Linked DNA regions of Mus musculus: all the other regions are linked to region 2. The links are chromatin contacts, called in public Hi-C, HiChIP or PLAC-seq and promoter capture Hi-C maps. All regions are on one chromosome and are shown on one strand. Each heading gives the region's core, a stretch centred on a gene start, on an enhancer-like site or on the middle of the called end of the contact. The rest is flanking DNA. Distances are from core to core; before and after follow the strand shown. Region 1 holds the start of Ly6h (lymphocyte antigen 6 complex, locus H). Region 2 holds the start of Arc (activity regulated cytoskeletal-associated protein). Region 3 holds the start of Ly6g2 (lymphocyte antigen 6 complex, locus G2). Region 4 has its middle 8.8 kb from the start of Gpr20.

Region 1 (3,444 bases), core at 435-2,934, 890 kb before region 2:
AATCTTTTGTGGTTCTAAACTTCTTATTTTGTGTTACATCATTGATCTCTTGTGGGCAGGAGTCCTACCACTGAATTATATCCTTAGCCTTTCCTGATGATTTCTTCAAATTTGTCTTCCAGCTCATAAATTCCCTCTTCATCTGTGTCTAATTTGCTGGCTAATTTAACTCTGTGCTAAGTTGTTTTTCTTTTTTAAACATCAACTTTATTAAGATACAATATATCACATACCACACAACTCATTCTTTATTGAATACATTTCAGTGACTTTTAGTGTATTAATAAAGTTGTGTATCCATCACCAGAATCTAATTTTAGGGCATTTCATTACTACAAAATGATTAGTCGTGTCCCAAGCCGGTCATTCCTTTCCCTCCCTGTACTTGGCTAATCTTTCTGTCTTTGTTGGATTCTTACACTTTGGGGCATTTCATGTAAATAAAAGGGTGTGACATGTAGGGTGTTTGTTGCTTCCCCCCCGCCCCCCCAGATTTCTTTTTCAGTGATCACCTCCTTTTCCTGGGAGTCCTTTTAAGGCCTGCATTGGTCTTTTTTCATGTGAGCGAAGTTTCTTTCTGTCAGGTAAACTTGCGGTTTGGCTTGGGGTTGTGTGTTTCTTCTTCTAGCATGTCTTAATAAGCACATTGGCTTTGTGTTCGAGGAGGTTTGTTAGTGTTGAGGGAAATCTAGTCAGGCCGCCTGCCTTTTCAAGCTGCGGCATGATGAACAGGGGTTCAAGGACCATTTACTCCCCTAAAAACACTTCTTACCTAGAAGCCTCACCAAGCCTCTGCTCTGCAAGAATCCATACTATAGCTCAGCCTGTCAACCTGAGTGCAGGCTCAGGCACAGCTGCTCTCACCCCAGTCTGATGGCAGGCTGGCTCTGGGCTCCACAATGGAGTGGAGTGCGGGACTTCTTTTGCAGAGAATTGTGTATGAACTAATTCTTATCCTCGGCACTCTCTTCATCTAGATCCCTTCTTCAAAGTGTCTAGTCCCTCTATTCCTCAGCACTTGTGAACTACTCAAGTGCTCACGCTGTTTGATCACCTGGTGACTTGTGTGACCCTGGGCAGGAGGAGGCTCTATTGCTAAGTGTTCTCCTTACCTGTAACTCAACACCGAGACACCAAGGCAACATGCATCTATAATGTGCTGTTTAGATCAAAGAGAACAGACTATACGCTCAGACTGACAGCAGAGGTTGTCACATCTAGCAAGGACTTGGTATTAGTGACAGTCATTTGTCTGGTATGAGGTTCTGTGGTGGGGGTGGGGCGGGCGGGCAGAATCCAAGGTGTGCTAGCTGCTTTTTCCAGGGCCTAGGGTTTTGAACACGGAACACCTTTCCTCCTGTGTGACAAGGGAGCGAAGGGAGCTGTGGCTTACCCTGAGCCCAAGAGAGCTGGAAGGGCAGGGGGGGAGCAGGAGCCCAAGGTGTGAACCTGGTGTGATCCTTACACAGGGGCCAGGATTGTCATCTCTGTGTGTGGGTGTGGTTGGTAACAAAAGTCCCTAGGGCTGAGTTGCCGGTGGGCGTCGTCATGGGCACTCTTAGGAGTAGAATTGGCTGGAACTATCGGATGCGAGGTGGATGCTGGGGAGGGAGGAGCCCCAAGGCTGGGCGTCTGAACCCCACAGCCCTACCTCTCCGCTTCCCTCTTTCGCTGCGTCTTTGTGCATTTTGCTTCCTTTAGCAGCCAAAGCTCTTCCGAGAATCTGCAAGGGACCTCGGCCAAGCAGAGTGGGAGGATCCTCCCACGCCGGGTAGGGAGGTGGAAAAGGGTGGGGGGCTGCTGCGGCGGGAGCAGGAGCGGGAGACCTAGAAGGGGCGTTGCGCGCGGACGAAAGGCGCCGAGGCCGGGTAGGGCGACCTGCTGAGTGGCCTCCAGCCCTGGGCGCCCCCCACCCCGCGCGTCTCCCAGCTGTGCGAGGCCCCCGCCCCGGTTCCGCCCCGCCCCTCGCGCGGGGTCCGCGTCTGCGGCTGCGTTCCCCGAAAGACGAAGCTGCGCCCCGGTTCCGGTCCGCAGGGAGACCGAAGGGCATCGCTCCCCGCGCCGTGCCCGCCGCTGAGCCCGGAGTGCGGACACCCCAGGGATGTGAGTGCGCCCCCCACCCCGAGGCCCGCACTCCACGCCCCGATTCGCGGTGAGCGCCGAGGCGCGCGCGCGGGGACCAGGGGAGGGGACTCGGCGCGGGGTTCCCGGCCCCCCAGCCCAGGGGTGGGGACGAGGACGGGGACGCGGCGCGCAACCCTCCCCCGCCGGCAGGTAAGGTGCGCTCCCTCCTCCCGCTTTTCCTGTCCGGACGCACCTACAGCTCCTTGGGGAGAGAAGACAATCTCCCCACGCAGGTGCAGGGCGAAGGCTGCGGGGACCTCGGGTGGCCACCTCACCGGAGAGGGCAGACCTCTTTTCCCTGGAGGGGAGGCTGTGATGGTGGATGCTCCCGGTGATGGGTTGGGGGTGGGGCATTGCGAGCTCCTGGACCTCCCCCCCCCCCCCCGCGCGCTTTTGATTCCTGGGGGATGGTTACATCTTCAGGCCAGAAAAGGGAAGGGTGTTTAGGGTTGGGTCCTCTGACCGAGGCTATTCCCCTCCAGGCCTGCGCCCCAGAGGACCCCCGCCTGCAGCCCCCGCGCCTCTTTCAGGCCCTATCGGAGCATGCTGCCTGCAGCCATGAAGAGCCTCGGTCTGGCGCTGCTGGCCTTGCTTCTCTGCCCCTCGCCGGGTGAGTCGGGGGCCCGCGGGGAGGGGTCATATCACGGGAAGCACCACTCTTAGATCTCAGCTCCAGCCACCGGGGGCTCTCCCCACACTCGAGGGCATCCAGCGCCTTTCCACCTTTCTTCTAGTACTGCGCAGATGTCCCTCATTCTCAGAGGTTCAGCGAGCTTCCTATTAAGTCGGGTGGACCTTTCCTGTCTTGGAACCTACCTATCTTTGGGGGTGCTGTGTGTAGGAGTAAGAGGATGCGGGAGGCAGGATGTGTAGGCACAGCACAGGGTCAACCTGGAGGCCCACTCTGGGTCTTGTGGGAGTGAACTCTTCTGTGAGCATGGTTCTGCCGTGATAGCTGCAGCAGGTTGGGGAAGAGGGGGTGTAGGGTCTGGCTGTCCAGACTCGGGTTCCCCTGGTTATCCCTCTCTCATGCCCTGCCTAGCCCATGGCCTGTGGTGCCAGGACTGCACCCTGGCCAATTCCAGCCATTGCGCTCCGAAGCAGTGCCAGCCCACCGATACCGTTTGTGCCAGCGTGCGGATCACCGACCCCAGCAGCAGTAAGCCTGGACCGGGTGAGGGGGCGGGGCTACTGAAAGCTAGATCTAGGGAGAGATCAGAGGTGTCCTCTGAGTTCCTCTTCCCTGGGACAAGATCATGACTTTGAGGCAAGACAACACTGGCTTGTTCCTCCCTGGTTCCACGTCTTAAACTGATCTGG
Region 2 (2,941 bases), core at 95-2,594:
CAAGTGGGGGCCACTGGTGTGTGTGTGGAAGGCCATGAGTGGGGGGCATGAGTCCACAGAGAGGGCCGTGAGTGGGGGGCATGAGTCTACATGGAAGGGTGTGAGTGGGCTAAGTGCTGGTTGGTATGAGTGTTCAGTGTGTATGTATGAGTGTGAGAGAGGGGGAGCTGGCAGAGAGGAAAGGGGGTTCTTGCAGGCACCATGTGTCTGTGGGCCCCTGTAGGCTTCTGCTGTGGGCAGTGATATGTCCCCAAGTAACATCAGGAAATGGGAGACCTAGACCTGTGTTTCTGGCTTGGTGTAAGTCAAGAAGGATGCCCTCCCCCACTGCACCACAGCGCTGTTGGCTGTTGCCAGGGAATCGGAAGGGGCCTCCCTCTAGAGGGAATCTCAGCTTCCGGAGCCCCATTCCTTATATGGCATCTTGCTTTCCTCTGCAGGCTCCTTCCCCTCCTTCCTCCTTCTCCCTCCCTCCTTCCTCCGGACTAACCTCTTGGAAGGCTTGAGAAGCTTCTGGTCCAGTTGTGGCTGGGTCCTAGGGACTTCAGGGTTCAGCAATGTTGCCTACACATCTTGATATCCCTATGCCCTACCCCAGTGTCTGTACAGGTTCAAGTGATACATCTGTTTCAGGGCACTGCGGCCCTGTTCAGCCACTGACACACAGACAGGGCCACTCAGTGTCCACAAACCTATGAAGGGGTCCAGAAAAAGCCTTGCCTGAGTGGAGTTCCCGAACAATATTGGACCAGGCTAGGATTTGGACTTATGACTCTTGGGGCAAGGTTGGGCAGGAAGTAGGTGTGTGTGTGTGTGTGTGTGTGTGTGTGTGTGTGTGTGTGTGTCCCGCTAACCAAAGGCAGCTGAGGATAGAAGGGTTTGGAGTGAGAGATTCCTACCAGGCACTTCTGAAGTTGCATACTGTGTGGTCAGGATGGGCAAGAGTCAGGATGGGCGCATCAAAGATTCAGAGGGGTAACGTCCAGCTGCTCCCTAAGAAAAGAGATCATGAGGCCCCAGGGCAAACAGTAGGTAATAACCTGCCTTAGCCTCATCCTCGCTGCCCAGGACTAGGTAGAGGAGAGTGTCTCCGGTCCCCAAAATCCCTCCCGGTGGGAGGCGCGCAGCAGAGCACATTAGTCACTCGGGGCTGTGAAGGGGCGGGTCCTTGAGGGCACCCACGGGAGGGGAGCGAGTAGGCGCGGAAGGCGGGGCCTGCGGCAGGAGAGGGCGCGGGCGGGCTCTGGCGCGGAGCCTGGGCGCCGCCAATGGGAGCCAGGGCTCCACGAGCTGCCGCCCACGGGCCCCGCGCAGCATAAATAGCCGCTGGTGGCGGTTTCGGTGCAGAGCTCAAGCGAGTTCTCCCGCAGCCGCAGTCTCTGGGCCTCTCTAGCTTCAGCGGCGACGAGCCTGCCACACTCGCTAAGCTCCTCCGGCACCGCACACCTGCCACTGCCGCTGCAGCCGCCGGCTCTGCTCCCTTCCGGCTTCTGCCTCAGAGGAGTTCTTAGCCTGTTCGGAGCCGCAGCACCGACGACCAGATGGAGCTGGACCATATGACCACCGGCGGCCTCCACGCCTACCCTGCCCCGCGGGGTGGGCCGGCCGCCAAACCCAATGTGATCCTGCAGATTGGTAAGTGCCGAGCTGAGATGCTGGAACACGTACGGAGGACCCACCGGCATCTGTTGACCGAAGTGTCCAAGCAGGTGGAGCGAGAGCTGAAAGGGTTGCACAGGTCGGTGGGCAAGCTGGAGAACAACTTGGACGGCTACGTGCCCACCGGCGACTCACAGCGCTGGAAGAAGTCCATCAAGGCCTGTCTTTGCCGCTGCCAGGAGACCATCGCCAACCTGGAGCGCTGGGTCAAGCGTGAGATGCACGTGTGGAGGGAGGTCTTCTACCGTCTGGAGAGGTGGGCTGACCGCCTGGAGTCCATGGGCGGCAAATACCCAGTGGGCAGCGAGCCGGCCCGCCACACTGTCTCTGTAGGTGTGGGGGGTCCAGAGCCCTACTGCCAGGAAGCTGATGGCTATGACTATACCGTTAGCCCCTATGCCATCACCCCGCCACCTGCCGCAGGAGAACTGCCTGAACAGGAGTCAGTTGAGGCTCAGCAATATCAGTCTTGGGGGCCAGGTGAGGATGGGCAACCGAGCCCTGGTGTGGATACACAGATCTTCGAGGACCCACGGGAGTTCCTGAGCCACCTGGAAGAGTACCTGCGGCAGGTGGGTGGCTCTGAAGAATATTGGCTGTCCCAGATCCAGAACCACATGAATGGGCCAGCCAAGAAGTGGTGGGAGTTCAAGCAGGGCTCGGTGAAGAACTGGGTGGAGTTCAAGAAGGAGTTTCTGCAATACAGTGAGGGTACACTCTCCCGTGAAGCCATTCAGCGGGAGCTGGAGCTGCCGCAGAAGCAGGGTGAACCACTCGACCAGTTCCTCTGGCGCAAGCGGGACCTGTACCAGACACTGTATGTGGACGCTGAGGAGGAGGAGATCATTCAGTATGTGGTGGGCACCCTGCAGCCCAAACTCAAGCGCTTTCTGCGCCACCCACTCCCCAAGACCCTGGAGCAGCTTATCCAGAGGGGTATGGAAGTGCAGGACGGCCTGGAGCAGGCAGCTGAGCCTTCTGGCACCCCACTGCCCACAGAGGATGAGACGGAGGCACTCACACCTGCTCTTACCAGCGAGTCAGTAGCCAGTGACAGGACCCAGCCTGAATAGAGGGGCCAGCCCAGGGTCCCCAGCCCGCCTGCCACACCCAGCCTGTGGCTTTTGCCAACTAGGACTTGAGCTGGGGCTGACTCCCAAAGGGATGCCCTGTCCAGCCAGACATCTACTCACCCACTGACCTGGCCTGACTCACAACTGCCACACAACCATGCTACATGGACTGAACATCAAGAAGCCCCTTTCCCATAGGGCTCCCACCT
Region 3 (3,149 bases), core at 109-2,608, 540 kb before region 2:
AGTAGCACTCCAGCCCCTGAGCTGAGAAAGAAGACAATACATGAGTGCTAGGGCATGCCCTTCCTAGGCCAAACATGTCCTCTCAATGTCTTTAAGTCCACACAGCTGCTGGCCACTAGAACAGAGCAAGGACATTGCTGCCCATTCACCTCCACGAAAAGCAAAAGCAAAACAAGAGCATCCATTGTTCAAATGTGCTCTGTACTGCTGTCTCAACTAGCCAGCCCCACAGAAGAGACCTGCACCCCTAGAGGTATTTGAGACACATTCACCATATTGGGAAGACATAGATACCAAATGTCTGCTGAACCTGTGAGTGGGTGTGTAAGTAGTTACTGGGGCCCTCAGATGGAGAGGGCTCTTCTGACCTGTCCCACCCTTAACATGCAGAGCTGGCCCCTGGTTATTGGCCCATGACAGATCACATAACTTCCCACTGTCCAGCTCAAAGCTGAGGCTCACTATGAGGCTTCCCCAAATAAAGATGTGACTAGAAGTATAGAGGCATCTGAGAGCTCAGAGCTCTTAGAGTTGTGAAGTTCTGGCATTCAGGTCTCATTGGCTGGGGCAAAAGGAAAAGCCAAATGTCAGGCATTAAGGATTCCACACCACTTAACTTGGCAGCTGGGAGGAAAAGAAGGCTCTGCCAGTTTGTGTGCACACAGGCCAGTGTCCTGACTGGGAGGCCAGGGCAGCAGGGTAGAGTCTAAGGACAGACTGCTCTGGTGGCCAGGGTTCCTGGCACAGGTAGTGAGGTCCAAGAGTCCTTCTGGCATGTTTTGATTGTTGCAAAGCAGGGTCTGGTTTACAGACCCAGTAAAGCACCCCAGCACAGGAGGCTTCACCCACCACAAGCAAATCCCCAGTCGACTGGCCACAGCATACCCAGGGTCCTGGGCACACAATAGGAGTACCTACAACCCTGAGGCCCTTTTCCATCTCCATTGTACCCTCCTGCTCCTCTCCCATTTTCCATCTCACCTCCTTCTGCACACAATAGGGCCACAAGAAGGATGAACACACAGGTCCTTGTAGCATGAGAACTGTCCATCCTTGGAGAAAGGGTACACAGATAAAACCTTGGAAGTTGGAGCCAGTTAATAAATCACCAATCACATCCCTGGGCTCTCACAGAGCTCAGGCATCCAATCTTCCCTCCCTCCAACCCCCACACAGCTTTCACCAAGGAATACATGTCTGTCTACTTCTCTCACCCACCACCCACCCAGCGTTTCCTTCATAATCCCACACTCCCACCACAGCCCTATCCTGAGGGCTCTTCCCTTTGTCACCTAGCAGCTCCCTCCTGACACCAGTCCTTACTTCCTCCCGGACCAGGTTGCAGGCACAGTGGAAAGGTCAATCAGATGTGGACTGAAGTACTTTACTCTTTCCCCAGCTCCTCCCAGCTGGATTCCTGAAAAGGGAGGGGCTTCAGTACTTACTTCCTTCTGACCATCATGTTTATTTTGTAAGAGATAGCATGGTTTGTTGGTGACCTAGTCAGCTAGATTTATATCAGTTGGTGAGGGACAACCACTCAGTTGGGGCGGGACCATTATTCAGGAGGACTAGGATGTCAGAAGAGCAGGGGCCACAGGTGACTTGTGCTTGCCATTCAGAAAGCAAGGTAAGGGGGCAAATGTTTGTGAACCTACAACCTCTCATGCCTTTCTCACAGCGGCTGGCTCCTTTCTATTCACTTCTATAAGATTCGGGATGCACTTTAGACTTTCCTCTTAGGTCAGATGTTAGGCACGTCTGATTAGGTTCTCTCCTATCTTTTACAAGCCCTAGGCAGAGGGGAGAGGAAGCCAGAGAAACGGGCAGTTTACATTGTTGGAACTAAAGTCCACAGATTCTTTCTCATTATTTTTTCCTTTTAGTCTTGAAGGCTGGGTTTGAGAGATGAGAGATGGCTTGCAGATACTTTGGTACCTGTTGGAGTGGCTAGATCACGGCACAAAGCCCCTCTCTGATGGATATTAGAGCAGGGTGGGGGGAAGAGATTTAACTATAATTTGACTTCTAAGTTACAACAATAGTGGGCCGATGATGTCCAGATAGCTTCCTTACCAAGAATAAAAAGACTAGTGAGAAATAGTTGTCTAAATAATATCACAGATGGATTCAAATCTAATGTATAGGGAGTGTGATCTCCTGAATTGTTTAAAAAGAATATACCTTACTTTTAAAAAGAATTATGTTTTCACCATATGTAATAGCATTCATATTCTCATGTGCTTTTAAATTTTTAAAATATTTTTAAATTAAGCTGTTACATCATTTCCCCCTTCCTTTCCTCCCATATAACCCACTTGGACTCCCAAATTTTATTTTATTGTTGTTATCCCCAAACAAAAACACTTGAACACATATGTTCCTGACTATATAAATACAAGGTGCTCAGGCTGTATAATGTTAGTTGTAGGAATCTGATTTCAGAGCTGAGTACTTGGCCTTAGTTTGGGAGCTCTTCCCCATGGAAGACTGTTTAACTCTCACAATTACTTTTTGGTACCTGCAGTTCTTTGTCTAAGGCTGGGACCTACAAGGTTTACCCTTCTGTGATAGCGGGTCTGTCTGTTTTTGTTATCTGGAGCCAAGTCTTGTTTAGGCAGCCATGCTGTCAAGATTTCATAGGTATGAGAACACTTCCTACTTGTCAGGGTCAAAGGGACTGCCACTCTCCCAAATTCTGGCACCCATTTCCTTCTTTCCCAAACCAGTCATTCATCATTGCTATCAGAAGGGACAAGTGGCACTCTGTGGTACCTACTGGCATACCAAGACAGGCCCTGGCCTTCAGGCTCCCTCAGTACCTGTGGCTCCTCTCAGCTGTTCTCACCTGACCCCTGTCCTAAACATCCCTTGCTTCTCATTCCTATATAACCCTGCCATTTGAACCATGAACCTTCTTGTCCCCCCCCCTTCCTTTTGCTCTCTCCTTTTGTCTTCCTCTCTTTTTCATCCTCCATCACTCCCCCCCCCACCCACCCATGGCATGTTTGGTCTACTCTTTTCCGAACTCCTCCAGATGCCTCTAGCTGTACTCTCCTTCACATCTTCAGTAAAGCCTTCCCCTCAACCATACCTTAGAGCAGTCAGGCCCTCACATTACACACTGTTTCCTGGGCTCTTAGAGTTTT
Region 4 (3,173 bases), core at 153-2,652, 960 kb after region 2:
AACAACAAATATATGTGTGTGAGTGTGTGTGTGTGTGTGTGTGTGTGTGTGTGTGTGTGTGTGTGAGTGTGTGTGTGAGTGTGTGTGTGTGTGTGTGTGTGTGAGTGTGAGTATGTGTGTGTGTGTGAGTGTGTGTGTGTGTGTGAGTGAGTGAGTGTGTGTGTGTGTGAGTGAGTGTGTGTGTGTGTGTGTGTGTGAGTGTGTGAGTGTGTGTGTGAGTGTGTGAGTGTGTGTGTGTGTGTGTGTGTGTTGTATAAAATGGTCCCTGAAAATTCTTAGTTGGGGTCCCTGATGTGCCCATCCTCAGGCACAGCCAGCCCTGGGCTGAACCTATGGGCCCAGGAAGTGTCACAGACTTTTCCTTGCTTGACGGTGCGTGGAAGGCAACCTGAAGCAGGCCTGCGTCAGCCCGCAGCACCTCCAGATGCCTGGAGGGGAGAGGGACATGACCCTACACCTCTAACCACCCCTCCCCTTTGGCCTCAGCAGTGGTAGGCCCTCTGTGTGTTAAATAAGGGCCTTTCAGACCATGACTAGGCTGCCCGGCAATGACCACTCTATTCCAGAGCAGAACAGCCCTGTTTCTGCCTTGGGGTTTCTAGTCCTCTGTGGAGGATAACAGGAAGTTTGTGATTTGGTTGAAATGGAAAACAGAACTTGTCATTTGTTTGCTCTGCTGTTCTGACCAAGTTAGATTAGGGCCTCTGAAATGGTCAGGAGGAGCAAGATACAGGGGAGAGAGAACAATGGAGGGACTGGTGACTGGACCATGGTCCTCTGTCGTGGTCCCCTCGAGTCTCGACCCCAGTACCGCTCCTCATCCCCTACCTCTTTCCCTGGTCCCACACCCCACCCCTTATCCTCTTCCCCGGCCCCTCAAATGGTAGAAGGAAGAGAAGAAGAACGCTGATATGACTCCGGGGCAACATTCAGATAGACTGGGGAGTACAGCAGGAAGCTTCGGGGAATGGGGTGACACAGAATGCCTCAGGCATCCAAACAAGACTCCACAGAGGGCAGACGGACAGACAATCCATTGACCCAGGATTTGGAAAACCTGTAGTACCCAACAAAGGACCCTAGCGGGTGGCTGTACCTGCTGGGTATGGGCGCCCCCTGGAGGAAGCCTGTGGGAAAACAGTAGCCAGCCCCGCCGGGGGGGGGGGGGGCAGGAGTGCGGGGGAGGTTTGGGAGGGACGGGGACAGACACGGAGGTCCAGGCTAAGGACAACTGAAGCCTCATCCCTGGGGCGGGGGCACAAGAATACAGAAGAAAAAACTCAATCTCTGACCTCTGGAACCTGAAGATGATTCTCTCTCCCTGTGCTGAAGCGTAGGACCTACACCTCGTTCCCATTTCCCGAGTCTCCAGCAGGGGGAACTCAGGGACAGGAGCTCCGAGAGGCCAAATGCCCTCTGCACTTGTAAGCACTTGCCACCAGAGGGTCGCATGGCTCTCCGGAGCTATAGAGACTGAAGGCACCCCAGTGATGGCAAATCACTCTCGTCGTCCCCTCCATAGAGAAGCTGACCTCCTTCCATCAAGCCTTTTTTAGGGGAGCCTGTGCTCTTGTTTCCAGAAAACATAGCCCAGAGAGTAGCAATCTCTGCCATGAGAGGACCATGGTTGGTTAGTGTTTTGAAACAGGATCTCACAGCCTCAAACTTATGTTCTTCCTATCTTAGCCTCTTGATAACTAGGATTGCCCTGCCCTATCAATCAGAGGGTTCAAACTGGCCTCTCCCTTGATCTGCTAGCTTGCAAGGCTGAACTATAAAATGCTGTTGAGAAGGGGTCACCATCTGATCTGGGGTACAAGCACCCCAGGTCATCCAGTATCATCTAAGGATGCTTCTTAAGAGTTGGCAGGCCATGCACTACGTCCCCAAGAGTGGCAGACTCACAGGTCTGGGTGACATTAGCCTAGGACACACAGGAGGTTTCAGGCCAGTGAAGGTGGGAAGGGCTGGCGCAGGAACAGCACCTGTAAGGTACAGAGGCATGAAGGGGGTGTGCTGGCAGCTGGCCATGACAAAGTTGGTTGGGACCACACAGTTGGCACCCTAGCAAGATACCTAGATGGCATGGGGTTTCAGGTGCCACCTGACCGAATGAAGAAAAGAAAGAGAGAGAGAGAGAGAGAGAGAGAGAGAGAGAGAGAGAGAGAGAACATGACTATTCCTTGTTCGGATGGAGAAGATTTATTGTAGAACAAAGGGAGAGTATAGTCACAGGGAAGGACAGCTGGGAGAGTCCAGAGTGGACATGATCCTGAATTGGACCATGTGAGAAGACAGGGGAGGAGAAAGGGGAGAGTCAGAAGAGGAAAGAGTAGAGCAAACAGGCCAGGTAACCAAAATGGCTGGATTGTATACCAAAGGGCAGCTGGGGGAAGGGCATCTCAACTTCTGGGCTGGAGAAGTTTAGGCTAAGGGGTGGGGTATGCTAGCCATACCTTGTAACGCACAGGGGCTGAGGGATGCTGGGAGAACGTGTCAGCCAGGCCTGCTGTGATATGTTAAAGAGACACCTCAGTTAGCCCTTTGTGCCAGGTTTGAAACCTAACACTGACATGTCTTGCTTGGCTTTCCCCAAAGCGTGGGGAAACCTTCAGGGGCTGGGGATGGGTGTGCTAGTTCATGGATCTGGAGTTAGAGCTGACGACTGCTGAGTGGCCGCTGTGCGCCAGACTCAGGGCCTGACACGTGTTCTGCCCCATCTTTCCTCTCTCCTAGCAGAACAGGAAGCATCTATGCAAAACCAATCTCCAGGCTCCCAACGCCATCCAAGTCCCCTATCTTCTGCCCTGGATGATAGTTAGAAGGGCTAGGTCAGAGCAGAAGCCAAGGACCCAGTGAGTTCAGGTTAGACCGCTGTGTCCTCAGACTTGGAGGAAGCAGAGGAAACCAGATTCCAGAATTTGTCACCAGATGTCCTGAGACATCACCAAGCCCCGCCACAGAGACTCAGTGGCCAAAAGCAAAGACTCCCCTGCTAGAAGCCAGATTGGCCTGCTTTCCTGGAGATTCAAGCATCAAAAGTCTTTGGGCACAATTTGCCCCCAGTTTCCTGTGCTGGGCCAAGGTACCTGGGGAAAGGTACTATCCCTCCAGCTGCAGTGACTCAGCATAGGGGACCCATGCAGACACTCCCCACACAGCCCCAAATGCTC

The links. Promoter capture Hi-C pulls out the DNA fragments that hold promoters and counts their contacts. Hi-C and Micro-C count contacts between places; a contact is called where the count stands out from the background. HiChIP or PLAC-seq counts read pairs in DNA pulled down with a chosen protein or histone mark.
Region 1: a contact with region 2 is called in a Hi-C map of cortical neurons. The contact joins the promoter of Ly6h here to the promoter of Arc in region 2. A contact is called at or near these places in 1 of 39 promoter capture datasets (pre-B cells), 1 of 484 Hi-C or Micro-C datasets (cortical neurons) and 2 of 115 datasets of contacts at active chromatin or transcription factors (embryonic stem cells and stem cell-derived neural progenitor cells).
Region 3: a FOXA1 HiChIP or PLAC-seq map of pancreatic cancer cells shows a contact between it and region 2. The contact joins the promoter of Ly6g2 here to the promoter of Arc in region 2. A contact is called at or near these places in 2 of 39 promoter capture datasets (cranial neural crest and pre-B cells), 1 of 115 datasets of contacts at active chromatin or transcription factors (pancreatic cancer cells) and 1 of 9 other capture datasets (liver).
Region 4: a contact with region 2 is called in a promoter capture Hi-C map of neural stem cells. The contact joins the enhancer-like site here to the promoter of Arc in region 2. A contact is called at or near these places in 4 of 39 promoter capture datasets (embryonic stem cells, hippocampal neurons, neural stem cells and 1 more), 2 of 484 Hi-C or Micro-C datasets (CD4 T cells and the N1E-115 cell line) and 5 of 115 datasets of contacts at active chromatin or transcription factors (double positive thymocytes, embryonic forebrain, embryonic stem cells and 2 more).

What each region holds. Positions count from the first base shown.
Region 1 is chr15:75,565,422-75,568,865 of GRCm38.p6, reverse strand. Ly6h (lymphocyte antigen 6 complex, locus H) reads left to right here and starts at 1,684. Exons shown (of 4, transcript NM_011837.3): 1 at 1,684-2,103; 2 at 2,607-2,734; 3 at 3,167-3,283. The coding sequence starts at 2,102.
Region 2 is chr15:74,670,973-74,673,913 of GRCm38.p6, reverse strand. Arc (activity regulated cytoskeletal-associated protein) reads left to right here and starts at 1,344. Exons shown (of 3, transcript NM_018790.3): 1 at 1,344-2,941. The coding sequence starts at 1,542. The coding sequence ends at 2,732. Gm32994 (a long non-coding RNA gene) reads right to left here and starts at 901. Exons shown (of 5, transcript XR_003951652.1): 1 at 491-901.
Region 3 is chr15:75,214,587-75,217,735 of GRCm38.p6, reverse strand. It overlaps Ly6g2 (lymphocyte antigen 6 complex, locus G2), which reads right to left and starts at 1,358. Exons shown (of 5, transcript NM_001371105.1): 1 at 1,324-1,358; 2 at 982-1,052; 3 at 1-21. The coding sequence starts at 1,051.
Region 4 is chr15:73,714,725-73,717,897 of GRCm38.p6, reverse strand. No RefSeq gene overlaps it. Among named protein-coding and RNA genes, the nearest start is that of Gpr20, 8.8 kb to the right of the region's middle. Within about 2 kb of position 1,402, at least 18 of the 459 cell types and tissues checked have an H3K27ac peak or open chromatin away from gene starts, as enhancers often do. A contact at or near this core is called in hippocampal neurons and neural stem cells, where this site is marked.